Regions from separate parts of the Rattus norvegicus genome. Here region 2 is linked to region 1. A link is a contact called in public Hi-C data. All regions are on one chromosome and are shown on one strand. Each heading gives the region's core, a stretch centred on a gene start, on an enhancer-like site or on the middle of the called end of the contact. The rest is flanking DNA. Distances are from core to core; before and after follow the strand shown. Region 1 has its middle 140 kb from the start of Rpl10l4. Region 2 has its middle 190 kb from the start of Rpl10l4.

Region 1 (7,635 bases), core at 5,022-7,521:
CCCAGCAAAAGGAAAACATCTTGTGGGACAGGTCTGCCCAACTTTCTCCTTCTGGGTTCACAGAATATTATTAACAGAGCACACAAACACGGCCAAGGGGTTCTGTATTTAGATAATGATTGAATCCATTAAACCATCCTCTTAGGCTCCATGTTCCATCAATGGAACATCCAGCAGATTCTTTTTATAGAAATATGATTTGATCTGCAATGTCCTGGAACATGTTTTTCCAGCTACTTGGCTTCGAGTTTATGCTAATTGCCAGGCATTAGCTCACAATTTCTGTGGCACATAGAAACAGTAAGATCCACATTCCCCCACAAGAATTATTGAGAATGAATCAGAGGGGTTTTTGTTGAACCCACTCGTGTACTAATTGAATATTTGCTTTCTTTTTAACCCTTTGTTGTTCCAAATTTCTTTTTCCTTAAGATGTACTTGTTCTCACACACTACTTACAATTTTGCAATATCATACTGTTTATAATGTCTCAATATGACCCACAGCCTTGCAAACAATAGGAGAAAGTAGTCATTTGAGCTCCACTAGTCTGGATTAACTGGTTTTGAGTGCATTTTCTCAGGGAACAAAGAAAAAAAAATAATAATAATTTAACAATGAAACTCGTTGATAGTTAAGAAGGGTGGTAAGGGCTAGAAAGGTGGCTCAGTAATTAAGAACACTTCCTGCTCTTGCGGACACCCTGGGTTTGGTTCCCAGAGCTCACATGACAGCGTATAGCTATCAATAACTCGGTCTCTAGGAGAACCAATGCTTTTTCTGGGCCTCTGTGAACACCAGCCATGTATGTGCTGTATATACATCATGCAGGCAATCACGTGCTCGCATTAACAAACACACAGACAAAATATAGTAAAAAGAAGCAGAAGAAATTTGGCATTTTTTAAACCAGGAAAGGTCAACCTGTTTTAAATAGTGCTGTATGTACACAAAGACGTGAGCTAAGCCGCAGAAGAGCTCTGTCAAAATCAACATCCTAGGCTCAGAGTTCAAGGAAAAGCTTTTCAAATTGCACTGCCCCACAGGGAGCCTCTGTGCTTTGCATAAGACGCACTGTGGACTTTTTTATTTTGATTTGTCTGGCAGTTTTGTTTTCTTTGTCTTCTTGGTCTTTTGCTTGTTTGTTTTGTCTTGTGTTTTTGTGTTTGGAGAGGGCATTTTGCTTGGTGTTTGGGTTTGTATTAAAATTATTTCAAAACGAAAAAGACAACAAACAACGCAAACTGTTAAAAAATATTTGGGGGAGCCTCTGTATAGGATGTCTTACAGGTAAGGGCGGGTACAAGATAGAACGAGGCCTGTCATTGGACGAGAAGGAAGGATGGGCGGCAGAAAAGTTTGAGAGAAGAGGAGGAGACTGGAACAGGAGGAGGTGGAGAGAAGCTGCAGAGAGAACATGGAGGCTGACGTTAAGATTCCACTCTGTGTATTTACCGGTTGTTATGAGTATTCTTAAGGGACAGATGTGTAAAGGGCTTTGTATGACTAGGTGGGCAATTATATCTTTTTTTTTTTTTTTTGGTTCTTTTTTTCGGAGCTGGGGACCGAACCCAGGGCCTTGCGCTTCCTAGGTAAGCGCTCTACCACTGAGCTAAATCCCCAGCCCCAATTATATCTTATCAATTGGATCAGCAGTTATTGTGTTGCGTGTTCTTTCTTGTGATTAGAGTTCGGGAGAGTGTGCAGTGGCAGAGACACTGGTCCGCCTTAAAGTTGGAATGTATATTTCTGATATAGTGAAGCCTGCCTTGGGTACTGGATGGGTAGAGAGATTATTGCCAGACTCAGAGAGAGGCCATCAGCAATGTTATACAGGATGGCGCAAAGCGGGTCAGAGGCTTTTGCTGACTGAGATTAAGACATCTTGGGGCATTGTGATGCCAGACCTAGAGGGGGTAAAAAGACAGCCTTTTATTTTTTATAATTTTACAACAACATCTCTGAGGATGGATGGACCAGCAAAGTCTTTAGAGGTCTCTGTATTCAGACTGGTACCTCTTTCAGATCCGTAACCCCACTTATTAGTGCTGGTTGCCTCACAAGTCCTTCAGACCTTAAACTTCATAAGGAAAGTGCATCTGGGACCAGGCCTGAGCTTCCTTCCTCTGTAGCCTTTTCCCTCAGTCTCAGCTGCAATGGCTCAGAAAAGGTGGTGGGGTAGTGATTCAGAAATTGGCTTCTGCGTACTACTTTAGTGAGACATCTCAAAGCATATGGTTTAAGGAACAAGCGATCTTTCTACTACTAAGAAAACATCTACGCTGTATTCACAAAACCAGCTTTAACACCAGATCATGATCCTGAAATCCACGAGGCACTTATTCTATTAGTTTCAGACAAATAATGATTCCACTCCAGATTCAGTGGCCACATCAGAATAATAGAGAAGAGCTTTAAAGAGTTTTCCTTTAATTATTTGTTTTAATTTTTTGAGAGTGTAATATAATTATGTCACTTCTCCCTTTCCTCCTTCCAAACCTTCCCATCAACTGATCCTTACTCTCAAATTCATGGTCTCTCTTCTCATTAATTGCTACAAAACCAATGTACAAATGACATTATATGAACTGATCATGTTGTGTTTATGCTCTTAGGAATATGTGTGTGTGTGTGTGTACATAAACTGTTTCTTTCAATGTCTACCGTGTAATTTCAAAGAACTATTCCAAACTTAACAGACTCTGGCTTCTCAGAATTTCCTATGTCCAAAGGTTACTTCTCAGACAGAGGTAGACACCGCCTTCCAAACTAAACTTGACTTTGGTGTTCAAACACACACACACACACACACACACACACACACACACACACACAATTATGGAACTTCAAATAATTTGCAGACTAGGTATCTTGCCAAGGATGTGACTCCCTTAAGCTGGTCTCCCTTCTAATGCTTTCTGGTGAGCTATTTCTGTGTGTGCCTTTGGCCTTCCTCTTTATTCCTTTCTTTCTTTCTTCTGTTTTTTTTTTATTTAATTCTTTTTTGGATATTTTCTTTATTCACATTTCAAATGTTATCTGGAAACCCCCTCCCCGATATCCCTTCCCTCTGCTTCTATGATGGTGCCCCCTCACCCACCCACCCACTCCCTCCCACCTCCCTGCCCTCGCATTCCCCTACACTGGGACATTGAGTCTTCACATGACCAAGGGTCTCTCCTCCCATTGAACCCCGACAAGGACATCTTCTGCTACATATGCGGCTGGAGCCATGGGTCAACCCATGTGTACTCTTTGGTTGGTGGTTTAGTCCCTGTGACCTCCGGGGGCGGGGAGGACTGGTTGGTTGATATTGTTACTCTTCCTGTGGGGTTGCAAACTCCTTCAGCTCCTTCAGTCCCTTCTCTAACTACTCCATTGATGACCTCATTCTCAGTCAATTGGTTGACAGCCTCTGTGTTTGTCAGATTCTGGCAAAGCCTCTCAGGAGACAGTTCTGTCAGACTCCTATCAGCATGCACTTCTTGGCATCTGCAATAGTGTCTGGGTTGGTGACTGTATATGGGATAGATACCCAGATGGGGCAGTCTCTGGATAGCCTTTAGTCATCAGGGAAATGCAAATCAAAACAACCCTAAGATTCCACCTCACATCAGAGTGGCTAAGATCAAAAACTCAGGTGACAGCAGATGATGGCGAGGATATGGAGAAAAAGGAACACTCCTCCATTGCTGGTGGGACTGCAAACTGGTACAACCATTCTGGAAATCAGTCTGGAGTTTCCTCAGAAAATTGGACATTGAACTACCTGAGGACCTAGCTATACCTCTTTTGGGCATATACCCAAAAGATGCTCCAACATATAACAAAGACACGTGCTCCACTATGTTCATAGCAGCCTTATTTATAATAGCCAGAAGCTGGAAAGAATCTAGATGTCCTTCCACAGAGGAATGGATACAGGAAATGTGGTACATCTACACAATGCAGTTCTACTCAGCTATCAAAAACAATGACTTTATGGAATTCTTAGGCAAATGGGTGGAATTAGAAAGTATCATCCTGTGTGAGGTAACACAATCACAAAAGAACATGCATGCTATGTGGACATACATTAGCCCAAAAGCTCAGAATACCCAAGATACTGTTTACAGACCACATGAAGCTCAAGAAAAAGGAAGATCAAAGTGTGGATACTTCAGTTCTTAGAAGAAGGAACAAAATACTCTCAGGAGGAATTATGGAGACAAAGTGTGGAGCAGAGACTGAAGGAAAAGTCTCCTCTTTCAAATGAAAGAGATGCTTTCTTCCAGAAGTAGACAATGTGGGAACTAGAAGATGAAGGAAATGTCAGTGTTTTCGGTGCATTGATGAGACAACTGAGCGCCATAGCAGAGCTCTGTGATACTATGCAGATCCCTGGTCTGAGTTCACTGCACATCCCTCCATGAAAATGTCCACTGCAATCACAATAAGCCAAAGCAAAGTGCCATTTAATTTCTGACTGACCAGTGGCAGAAAATAGTAGATATCTGAACTGCTGAGTGAAGCATACAGAGCATATAACTATATTGGCCACATAACTCTTAGTGGAGATAATTTTACTAATATACTTAAACTACTTTCTTCCTAAAACTTACCATATACCTTTATGGTAGTAAGATAATAACATTGAAAATACCAACTCCATTCTTAGATAGAAGAAAGTGATGAAAACTGGGGAAACCCCCCTGGACGGATGAAAATCACATGAAGTTGTGTTAGGAGAGAAACAAGGTTAATTAACAACGCATGTTTCAACACTAAAGAGCAATAAAAGAAATGCCCTGCTGCCTTGTGGCATAAAACATTCCTCCCATAACTCAAAGTGTTGAGAATTAAAATTCGATCCATTGAATTGTTGGTATAGAATTTAAAACTTATAAAATACTTTAAAAGAGGTCACTACATAATGGTCCTAATTTTTAAAATGGTCTCACTTTCTATGCAAATAATTGAAGCGAGCAAGTGCCACATTTCTTATGCATTCATTTGGTGTCTCTGCTGAATAACAATGTAGGAACTGAGACTCCCACATAGCCGTAACACTTCGGGAAGAATTTGCTCCAGATTATTATTTTCACAGAAAATACTGGCGTGAACGAAGTGCTGACCTCCCTCAGAACTACCACAGTGTGTGCATCCCAAGTTTTAGGGCTCTAATATGAGCTGGTTGTCTATTTTCGCAAGACTCGCATGTCAAAATACTAAACCTACATGAGGATGGTATTAGGAGAGGTCAGGGGAGCAAATAGTTCGTGAAGGTAGCACCCTTCTTATGAGGACTATAAGACTGGGACTTGTAGCTTGGTGGTAGGGCCACCTGCCTTCCATGTACAAGCCCCAAGTCTCGGTCTCAAGAAACAGAAAATAAATATGTCAGTGAAATTTTGAACAGACAGCTAGCGCCTTTTACCAAGTGACACTCAGTTAGAAGGTACTTTGTATGAAAAGTCTACTATATAGACTTTCGTGGGCTACTAAATCTGCCAGCACGCTGCTCTCCAGCTTGCCTCCCGAACAGTAAGAAGTAAATTTCTCTTGTTTAGAATCTTCAGTTCATATTATTTCTCTGTGGCATTCCAAGTGGAGCATAACAAGCTCCAGCTCTGGGATGAACAAATAAATGAGTTCTTAATAGGCAGTGAGCTATGGCAGAACAGCATAGGTCAATACCCAAGGATGAGTCCCAAATGGAACCAGCATGAACATGCCTTTCCTTCTGTATTATGCGTAGTGTTCTGCCTGCACGCATGCCTGCAGACCAGAAGAGGGCACTGGATCCCATTGCAGATAATTGTGAGCCACCATGTGGTTGCTGGGAATTGAACTCAGGACCTCTGGAAGAGCAGCTAGTGCTCTTAACCCCTGAGCCATCTCTCCACCCCCATTCCTTTCCTTCTGAAACGAACTCCCATCCACACCAGAAGCAAGAGGAAACAAGGTTAGCCCATTGCTCACCACTGTAGACACCAGAGCGTGGGCAGAGCTATCTCCTCATAACTGCCTCTGCTCTCCCCCAGCCTCCTCCAAGGAGCTTCCCTAATGACTATCTTCTCTCTTTTCCTTTTCACTTTCTAAAATTTTCTCTCAGAGTAAAATGAATGGGGTGTGGTTTCTTTCTTATCTAATGCCCAGCAATAAGAATATTCTCGAATTATTGCTGATGAATTAATTACTTCCTGAGTACACTCTCTTGACCTATGAATTAAAGGCAATAAAGCCCTTTGCACTGTGGTTAACTATAACCCAGGTTTGCTATTAGGTAGAGCTCGGTGTAACTTATTAAATGTGTGACCCTAGCTATTGCTTAAACTTTGTGTGGTGAAACGGTAGCATGACAGCGTAGCTAAGTTGGAAATAAGCTTCCATGAGTTCTTCTAACTTGGGCTTGCTCAGACAAAGAGAAATAGTCTTGCAAGCCAGAACTTCAGTTGAGTAGGTTTCATGGTCTGAACCTAGGAGGGGCACATACTACTATAGGCTATGGACATTGCCAAATTACTGGCTCATATTTGGTGTATGGTAGCATTCAGATCTAGTTATCAAGCTCCTCCCTCAGCACCCCAAATATAAGTGAAGCACCCATGACCCAAGTGAAGTGACAATCCCTGAAGCTGAAAGAAGAGATAACTATGAACCATCCTTTGGTCTCTGTTGTGTTCTCAGGGCACCAACTCTACCCTTTATACTCTCTCCTCTGGGTCTGTCTTTTCTTTCTCACCACCTCCTCTGCTTAGAAGAGAGTCAACATCAGATGCTGTTAGGTGCTCAGCTGAACAAAGTTCATGGTTCTGTGCCATCTCCCTATCCCCACGTGATATAATTTAATAGAAAACTGGCATTTTATTTACTCTTCTTTAGAAGAATTGTCCAGGTTTATAACTTCTACCTAAATTTTATAAAAATTTTAATGTTAAAAATAATATTTGAGCAAGGGATTCTGCTATATCATTTCACCTCCTGTCATCTCTTTAACAGAAAACATTCTATCTTAGGTTATCCTGTTATGTTTACTCACGGTGTCGATTTCTATACCTTATTAGGTATGCCATCATCTCTGTTGGTGTCTATATTCATTCATTACTTACCTGAAAAAAAAATACCTTCAAGCACTTGAAGCTACTTCACTGTTTAACAGCAAGTGTCCAGCATTAAATCAGAAGGCATGGGCTTTTAGAAAGGTGGATTGTGCGTAAGAATAGAAGTGTCCTTCTTGGCCACTGTCACAGTTGGTTTTGTTGTTGTTGTTGCTGCTGCTGTGACAAACACCATGACCCACAATAACCCAAGGGAGAAAAGAGTTTACGTGAATTGCACTTGCAGGCCACAGAGCATCAGGCTAGGGATGCAAGCAGGAATCTAGAGACAGAAACTGAAGCAGAGCCCATGGAGGAATGCTGCCTACTGGAGAGATGACTCTGAAGTTAAGAGCACTGGCTTCTCTTGCAGACGACTCAGGTTTGATTCCCAGCACCCACACAGTGGCTCACAGCCATCTGTCACTGGAGTTCCAGGGGATTCACCACCCTCTTCTGGCCTCTGTGGGAAATGCATGCATGTGGTGCACACACATACATACAGACAAAAACCCATACACGTTAAGTATGTTTACTTTTTTATTTGTTTTCTTAT
Region 2 (6,954 bases), core at 1,448-3,947, 59 kb before region 1:
GTGGATTAACTGAAGATAAATTATACTGTATAAACTATGATTAATCTTACCCTATTGATCATATTGATGTTTTCTATTTTTTTTAACATTCTCATTGTAATAGAAATCTAGAAATAAACTATGGTCAACTATAAAGCCATGATGTCATAAAAAAGTTCAGTCCCCTATATTTCTACTCCATGTTTAACATCAGGCCTTCCACATTCAGAGCTCTGGACACAGTCCAGAACCTCTTGCTGGTATTTCCATCCTCATGTTGACAAGAGACAGAAAGCACAGGGGATGAAGGTTCTTCTCTATGGACTGGGTTCCCTTTAATTGGTCCTTCCAGAAGCTGCATGCCTTTAAATTCCTTCCTGACCTCTCTTATTTCTTAGCATCTGATGCTTTAGGTTTGGATTGTCCTTTTGTAGGACCTTGGGGTGCATCATGTTATTCACTTGAGATCTTTCTGATCATTTAGACACACAGATCCATAAACATAAACCATTCTAGCTGTATCAGATGGTTCGGGTAGTTTCTGTTTCCATTTTCATTTAATTTTAAAAATGTTTTAAACTTCTGATACTATCAACAACTGCTGGGGGTTTTGTTGTTGTTGTTGTTTTTCATTCTCCATGTATTCTTTAGTTCCTGTAGTTTTTCTTGCTATCTGTTTTAGGTGTTACTCCATTGTGATCAACTATAAAGCCATGATGTCATAAAAAAGTTCAGTACCCTATATATCTACTCCATGTTTAACATCAGGCCAAAGAATTATCTTGTGTTTTGTCCAGGACCTAGAATATTGTCTATGTTAAAGAAAGTTCCATGGGCTTCTGAGAATGTGTATTCTGTTGATATAGAGTCTTCTGTAGATGTTTGCTAAGTCCATTCTATCTGCGACACAGTTTAAGCTTTAAAGCCTTGTTGCTGTTGTTTTTTTATATAGGGGAGAGTAAGGAAATCACCCACTATTTTTATATCAGAACCTATCCTGTCTTTGTTGTCAGTGTTTGGTTGAAGAAACTGAATGTCCCAGTGTTTGGTAGACAGATATTTATACTTGGTATGGCATCTTCAAAGGTTGCATCTGTTTATATGCAACAGGCTTCTTTACCTCTTCTGGCTAATTTTGGTTGAAGTCTACCTTGTTAACTATCGCAATACCTTCCACAGCACCTTGTTTTCGATTTCTGTTCACTTTCTATATTATTTTCCATCTTTTAGCACTTGGGCTGTAGGTGTCTTTACTGGTAAAATATTTTCTTTAAACTAGATTTTAATCCACTTCACTAGTCTGTGTCTCTTTACTGGAGAGTTGAAATCATTTACACTTGGTGTTATTATTGAAATATTTTCATTAATTCCTATAATTCTGTTAGTTTTTAGGATTAGTTGGATTTTTTGTTCATTGTAACTTTATTTTTAGGAGTTTTCTGGATGATCTTGTTAGATATGATGGATTCCTTCCTTGCTCTCTTTTATTCAACTCTTCAAATTTATTATTTCCTGTGCTCTGGTGATTGAGATATTTTTCATTCCTTTGTATAGTAGCCCTTGAAGCACCTTCTGCAGTGCTGGCTTGGGGTAATGAACTGCTTTAGTTTGTGCTGCTCTTTAAATGTTTTCGCTTCTACATCAATTTTAAAAAAAATAGCATTGCAGGACATAGAACTTGGTCAGCAACAACTGGCTTTCCATGCATTCTTGGCTTCGAAAGCTGCTGATGAGTGACTGTAGACTATTCCAATGCTTCTGTTCATAAGTGAGGTGGCATTTTCCCTTATAGATTTTGCTATTGTTTATTCAGTTTGTACTGTTGACATCTTGACAATGTCATGAGGGTAACTCTCAGTTGATGATACCTGTTTCTAGACATCACCCAGCGTGAGGCTATCTTTCTCTTTGCACATCCCAAGATATAACCTTTCAGTCAATCAGGATCCAGACTGTCTGACTTTGTAGAAGCAATTGTAGGATTGCCTCTCTAGGTTGAGGGTTCTTGAACTGTGGATGTTTCCTGATCTAGGTACTTGGAATAGTTCAGTTTTTAACAATACTCTCCCTCAATATGGCCTGTAAATGGGATTGATTTCTCTGCACCCATGATCCATCAGCCAGAGAAATCAAAGCTTCCCAGTACCCAGGCTTATTCTGAGGTTAGAACTGCTAATCTTCAGTTGATAACTGTGTCTCTCCTCCCATTAACAAGCTGAACACCTGAGGCTGGGTTTGGCTTCCTTCTCTGTTTGGTGGCATGGCTCCACAACCCCTCTCTTCTGGTAACCTTTAACTTCTACCCAAGCTTTTCCTGTGGGATAAGTCTCTTTTCCCCACCTCCACAGAAGCATCCTCTAGAATCGACCTTACCCAGAAATCTCAATACAATCATGTAGATTGTAAAGACCTCTGGTAGGTCCTTTTAAATTCACTTGCCTACGGTCTCATGCTCAAAAGGGTGACTGAAGTTGATAATTACTTAATTACTTCCCTAAAACTCAGTTAAATTTTTGTTCATTCAGCACCAATAACAGTTTTTAACATAGTCTTTAATGCAGCATGAACTATCAGACTAACCAGAAACATCTCTTCTATATGGAGAAAAAAAAATCCAAAGTACAGACAAGTTATTTGGGATCTACAGCCAAATCTGCAGCTCACGCCCATGGGGCAATCTGGGTCACAGTTCTAACTCACCGTCTGTGTGCTCTTCATCAGCTAAATGAACTTCTGTAAACTCTAACAACGTGGTGTGGCTACTACAGAGCTGCCAAGGGACAGGGAGTTAGTGTTTGGGGTTCCTAGCAGTCTCTTAACAGTCATACCATGGTAATCACACTCAGTGAGAGCAGAGGCAGTAGTATGATTACTAAGATAGTCTTTCCATAGAGGCAGCATGGGGGAGCTCCCATAAATGGAATCTAAGACTTCGTATTTATCACTGACTTTGCACGCCACCCTTCACAAGGGCCATCTAATCTTCTCTCCATTCCTTTAACATTAGTGTGTGGGCTGCCAGAGCAAGGGCTGCTATATCCTTTGAATAAAGACTTCTTTAGCTTATAGTAAAGAAAAAGATATTGTTTTCTTTTTTAATATACAACCACAGTAAATGCTAAGAACAAGACTAATCTCTTTTTCTTTTGCCACTGAGCCTGCCAGACTCGTTTGAAGTGACAATAGCTGGTGACAAGAAGAATGGTGAATAAGGTTCAGTTTGGGTGGGCCCAAGTAAAACATTTGCTCGTCTGAGAAAGGTGGGAACTGCTAAAGCAGAACATTGACAGACAAAGATTAAACAAAGTGAGCTCGACCCCTCCTGATCATTGTAGTTCTGATTGAGGTGACTCCTCTTCCCCCTCCAATCTTTTTGTTTCAATATGGTGTATTTTGTATTATGCATGTCATATTTCATAAATAAAAAAGGAACAAGTTTGTGGTCGAGGAGAAACACTAGTTTGAGACAAACCTGGCTACCTTGGGCTATATTTAAGATACTATCTCAAAAGACAAATGTTAATCAATCAATAACTAATTAAAAGCGTATCCTCCCTTGCATAAAGGGCAACAAAGGAATACACTAGTCTTTATTTTTAAAAATAATTACAAATAATTACTAAAAGAAAAATATATTGAGTGATACAATCAAGGTGATATTTTCTATGCAACCTCTAAGGAAGTGAATTCAAAGTTCAATCTCTTTCTTTCCAAAGAAAAACATTGGATTAAAAATTAAAATTAAAAGCAAACAGTTGTGAAGAAAATAAATCTGTTCTGCGTGAGGAAGCTCAGAAGTGTTTGACTCTTTAGGTAAAATATTACAGCTCCTGTGTGAAGCATGGATATGAATGAAACAATTCTAAAATGTGGTCTTCACTTGGTCTCGGTGGTATTTTTCATCAAGTCCAGAAGGAAATTCATGTTCCCTTCCTTCCAGTTCCACATACTCGCCATCTTGTCTCCGCAAACACCCCACCTCTGCAGACAGGAGGATGGGATCTGTTGAGTGAGGGATGCCATCCTACATCTTAAAGTACGCAGGTAGCCGACACAATGCACTCAGCAAAGATAACAGACAGGTTCAAAGCAATGTAATTCAACAGGTAGTCCCCAACTCTGAGGCTATAAAAGGCTCCACTAGACAGCTTGTTCCTCCCTTTCTGGAGGGTCTACATGCCCTGTGGTTTAGCTTCTGGCTGGATACCTGGGGCAACACGGTATCCTGGGTTTATCCAGATTTTTGTTCTCAAACCCCCTATGCTTCTAGTCAACCATATTTTAACCTAGTGGTAATCCCCATGCAAAGGCATGAAGAACTGACAGAACACCATTATCTGAATTCCATGGTCATAATTAGCATGTTTAATGGAGAATGATGACACTTAAGATCTAAAGCTATTTAAAATACTCCAAATTCTAACTTTGGGATGTAAGCTTTCTTTAGTGGGTATGCTATTTGGTAAACCCACTGTGACTTGCTTGTACATTCGGCAATATTTTGAGCAAGCATTCCTATGCACATACCTGCTCTTTATGCAACAAAATACCAACTTTTATAACATACATTCACTTGTACAAAAGGGAGAGAGTGAAAATTCACGTCCAAAAATGACTCAGGGTGACCAGACTCTACTCCAGTCTTTTTCTGTCTCAACAGAAAACACAATCTTCATACTATCCAGTTACAACAGAGACAAAAGCAAAAGGAACCTCTAATTCTCCATGTATAATTGATCCCCTAAAAAATCGAATGACAAAGCATAAATGCAGCCTGGTACCTGAAAAGCAATAAAGGGATACATAAATGGTATCTCTTATTGAGGGCTTGCTTTGTTGTTGTTGCTGTTGCTTTTGTTTTGTTTTGCTTTGTTTTTTGAAACCTGAACTTTTAAATATGCAACGACTATTATTACTCTGGGGTTTTCTCGGGAACTAAGAAGCATGTTCTTATACATGGTGGCTTTTCTCCATACTGCTGTGTGAGTTAAGTACCTGTTGATTTCTGTGACTGAGGTTAGGTTTTTTGGTTTCGTTTGTTTATATGGTTTTTATGTTTGTTTGTTTGTTTGGTTGGTTGGTTTGGTTTTTTTTTTTAAATAAGCCTGTTTTCTCAGAGAGGGCATGAAGAACATTGTGGCCATGGGCAGTCTGGGCTTTTCTAACAGGAGTAAGGTACCAACAATATTGGCAACTGAGTCACCATGAAAAAAAAACCTACAAACAGACTTCACTGTTTTCCTAAAGAATCTACATTTGCATTTTAAATTACATCTTTGGATATTCATTTCCATCTTTCTTTTGGCTTTTAAAGCTGAACAGAGATTCTTAACAAAACAAAAAACAAAACAAAAGAGAATGCCTAAGACTAGCATTTATTAGGGTGGGGGGAAAAAGCAAATCCCCACAATTTTTCCCTAAAATATTTCTTCCAGATTACTTACTTCAGGAAGTCATGTTGACAGGCAGATGGAGGAAAAGATGAAAGATAAAGTTTCAGAAATTCTAGGAATCTCAATGCCTGGATTTCCATTTTAAAATTTCAATTTCTTGCTAGCCAGTGAGTTTCTGTGTCTAACTTCATTAAAATATGCACAGCAGAAATACACACACACACACATACATACACACACACACACACACACACACACACGTATGTATCTTGTACTTTCCCTCATAATACATGTTAAAAATTATATAGTTTGTCATGAGAAATACATTTATTGAAATTAAATCAAATTAAACATCTCTTAAACTTTCCATTATTGACAGAGTTTCCACAAGTTAACCTAGCTTTGTTCATTATCTCCCCTTCAGTAGCATAAATACTATTAATATTTGTAAGTGATTGCTAGGAGGTAAAATATAAACAACATTAATTCGCATTAATTAGATTGTGAACTTACTGCTTCGTCTTTGAAATGGGCCAGTACCTCCCCATTCGATGATTAGCACACTTGACACTCTAATGGACTCTTTCCCATGACTTTACGACTGAACAAAGGTAAAAGGCTTTTTTTACTTTGTGACTAAGGGCCATGCTGAAGAGTGAGATGTGAGCCAAGAAAGAATAAAAAACTAGCACAACAAAACTGTCAGTTTTCTAATATTTCTTAAAGTGGAAGCACACAGCTGTCGTTGACTCAGGTGAACAGGAAGGCTGATACTGCTGGATACTTCTAGCTCTTCCTACTGGCCTTTCTTGTTAGTACATGTCTAACGACATCCTAATCTGATTTCTTTCTGATTCAATGATTTCTTCTATGAGCCAGTGGTGATATTGATAGAGGAAGGGAATCCTATAGGTGTCAAGCACTTTCACATGTAATTAATAAAAGAATGTATGCATTTTATTCTTAAAGCATCTCATGAAAGATACAGATAAGACTCTGGTTCTTTTTGGGTAATGGATTTTTAAAGCAACTCCTAAAGATTTATCATTATACTATTCATTAATGTATCTCTCAACCTTCATATGAGAAACTTCATCCTACCATAACTTGTGATTAACACAGAGACCCATAACTAGTCAACCTGAAAATAATAAGAGATTACAGAGTTCTCATCCCTAATTGGGATATCTAAATTCCACCACTTCCTCCAAAGACTCAACTGACAACATGGCTGTCTGTTAAGACTGCCTTCTCCCTAACGTGCCTAAGATCCAGGCTGACTGAGCTATTATTTTAGTCTTCTGGCTACTTTTTGTTTTTCCAACCAAGCACTGAGGCCACACCTCCTCAAAGGAAGGAAAATTCAACACTTTCCTTCCATGGGAGGAGTGCCAAATAATTCATGGCTATGGCCAATACCCCAGAGGCCTTGTGTTTCACAGGCGCTCTCACGTAGATATTAATAGAATAAGATCCTACTAGAAAATTTACTCATTAAGCATAGCAATGGCATGGTTTTATATTTCTGTCTTAGGGACATCATGTTAGCTGCTAGAGAATAATTTAGGTGAGAAGATGAAAT

Evidence for each region. A called contact is a pair of places that touch in the nucleus more often than the background predicts.
Region 2: a Hi-C map of liver shows a contact between it and region 1, with 2.1 times the contacts expected there. The contact joins two enhancer-like sites. A contact is called at or near these places in 4 of 12 Hi-C or Micro-C datasets (kidney and liver).

Annotation. Positions count from the first base shown.
Region 1 is chr2:224,916,592-224,924,226 of GRCr8, reverse strand. No RefSeq gene overlaps it. Among named protein-coding and RNA genes, the nearest start is that of Rpl10l4, 140 kb to the right of the region's middle. Within about 2 kb of position 6,271, at least 3 of the 93 cell types and tissues checked have an H3K27ac peak or open chromatin away from gene starts, as enhancers often do. A contact at or near this core is called in liver, where this site is marked.
Region 2 is chr2:224,973,079-224,980,032 of GRCr8, reverse strand. No RefSeq gene overlaps it. Among named protein-coding and RNA genes, the nearest start is that of Rpl10l4, 190 kb to the right of the region's middle. Within about 2 kb of position 2,697, at least 1 of the 93 cell types and tissues checked has an H3K27ac peak or open chromatin away from gene starts, as enhancers often do. A contact at or near this core is called in liver, where this site is marked.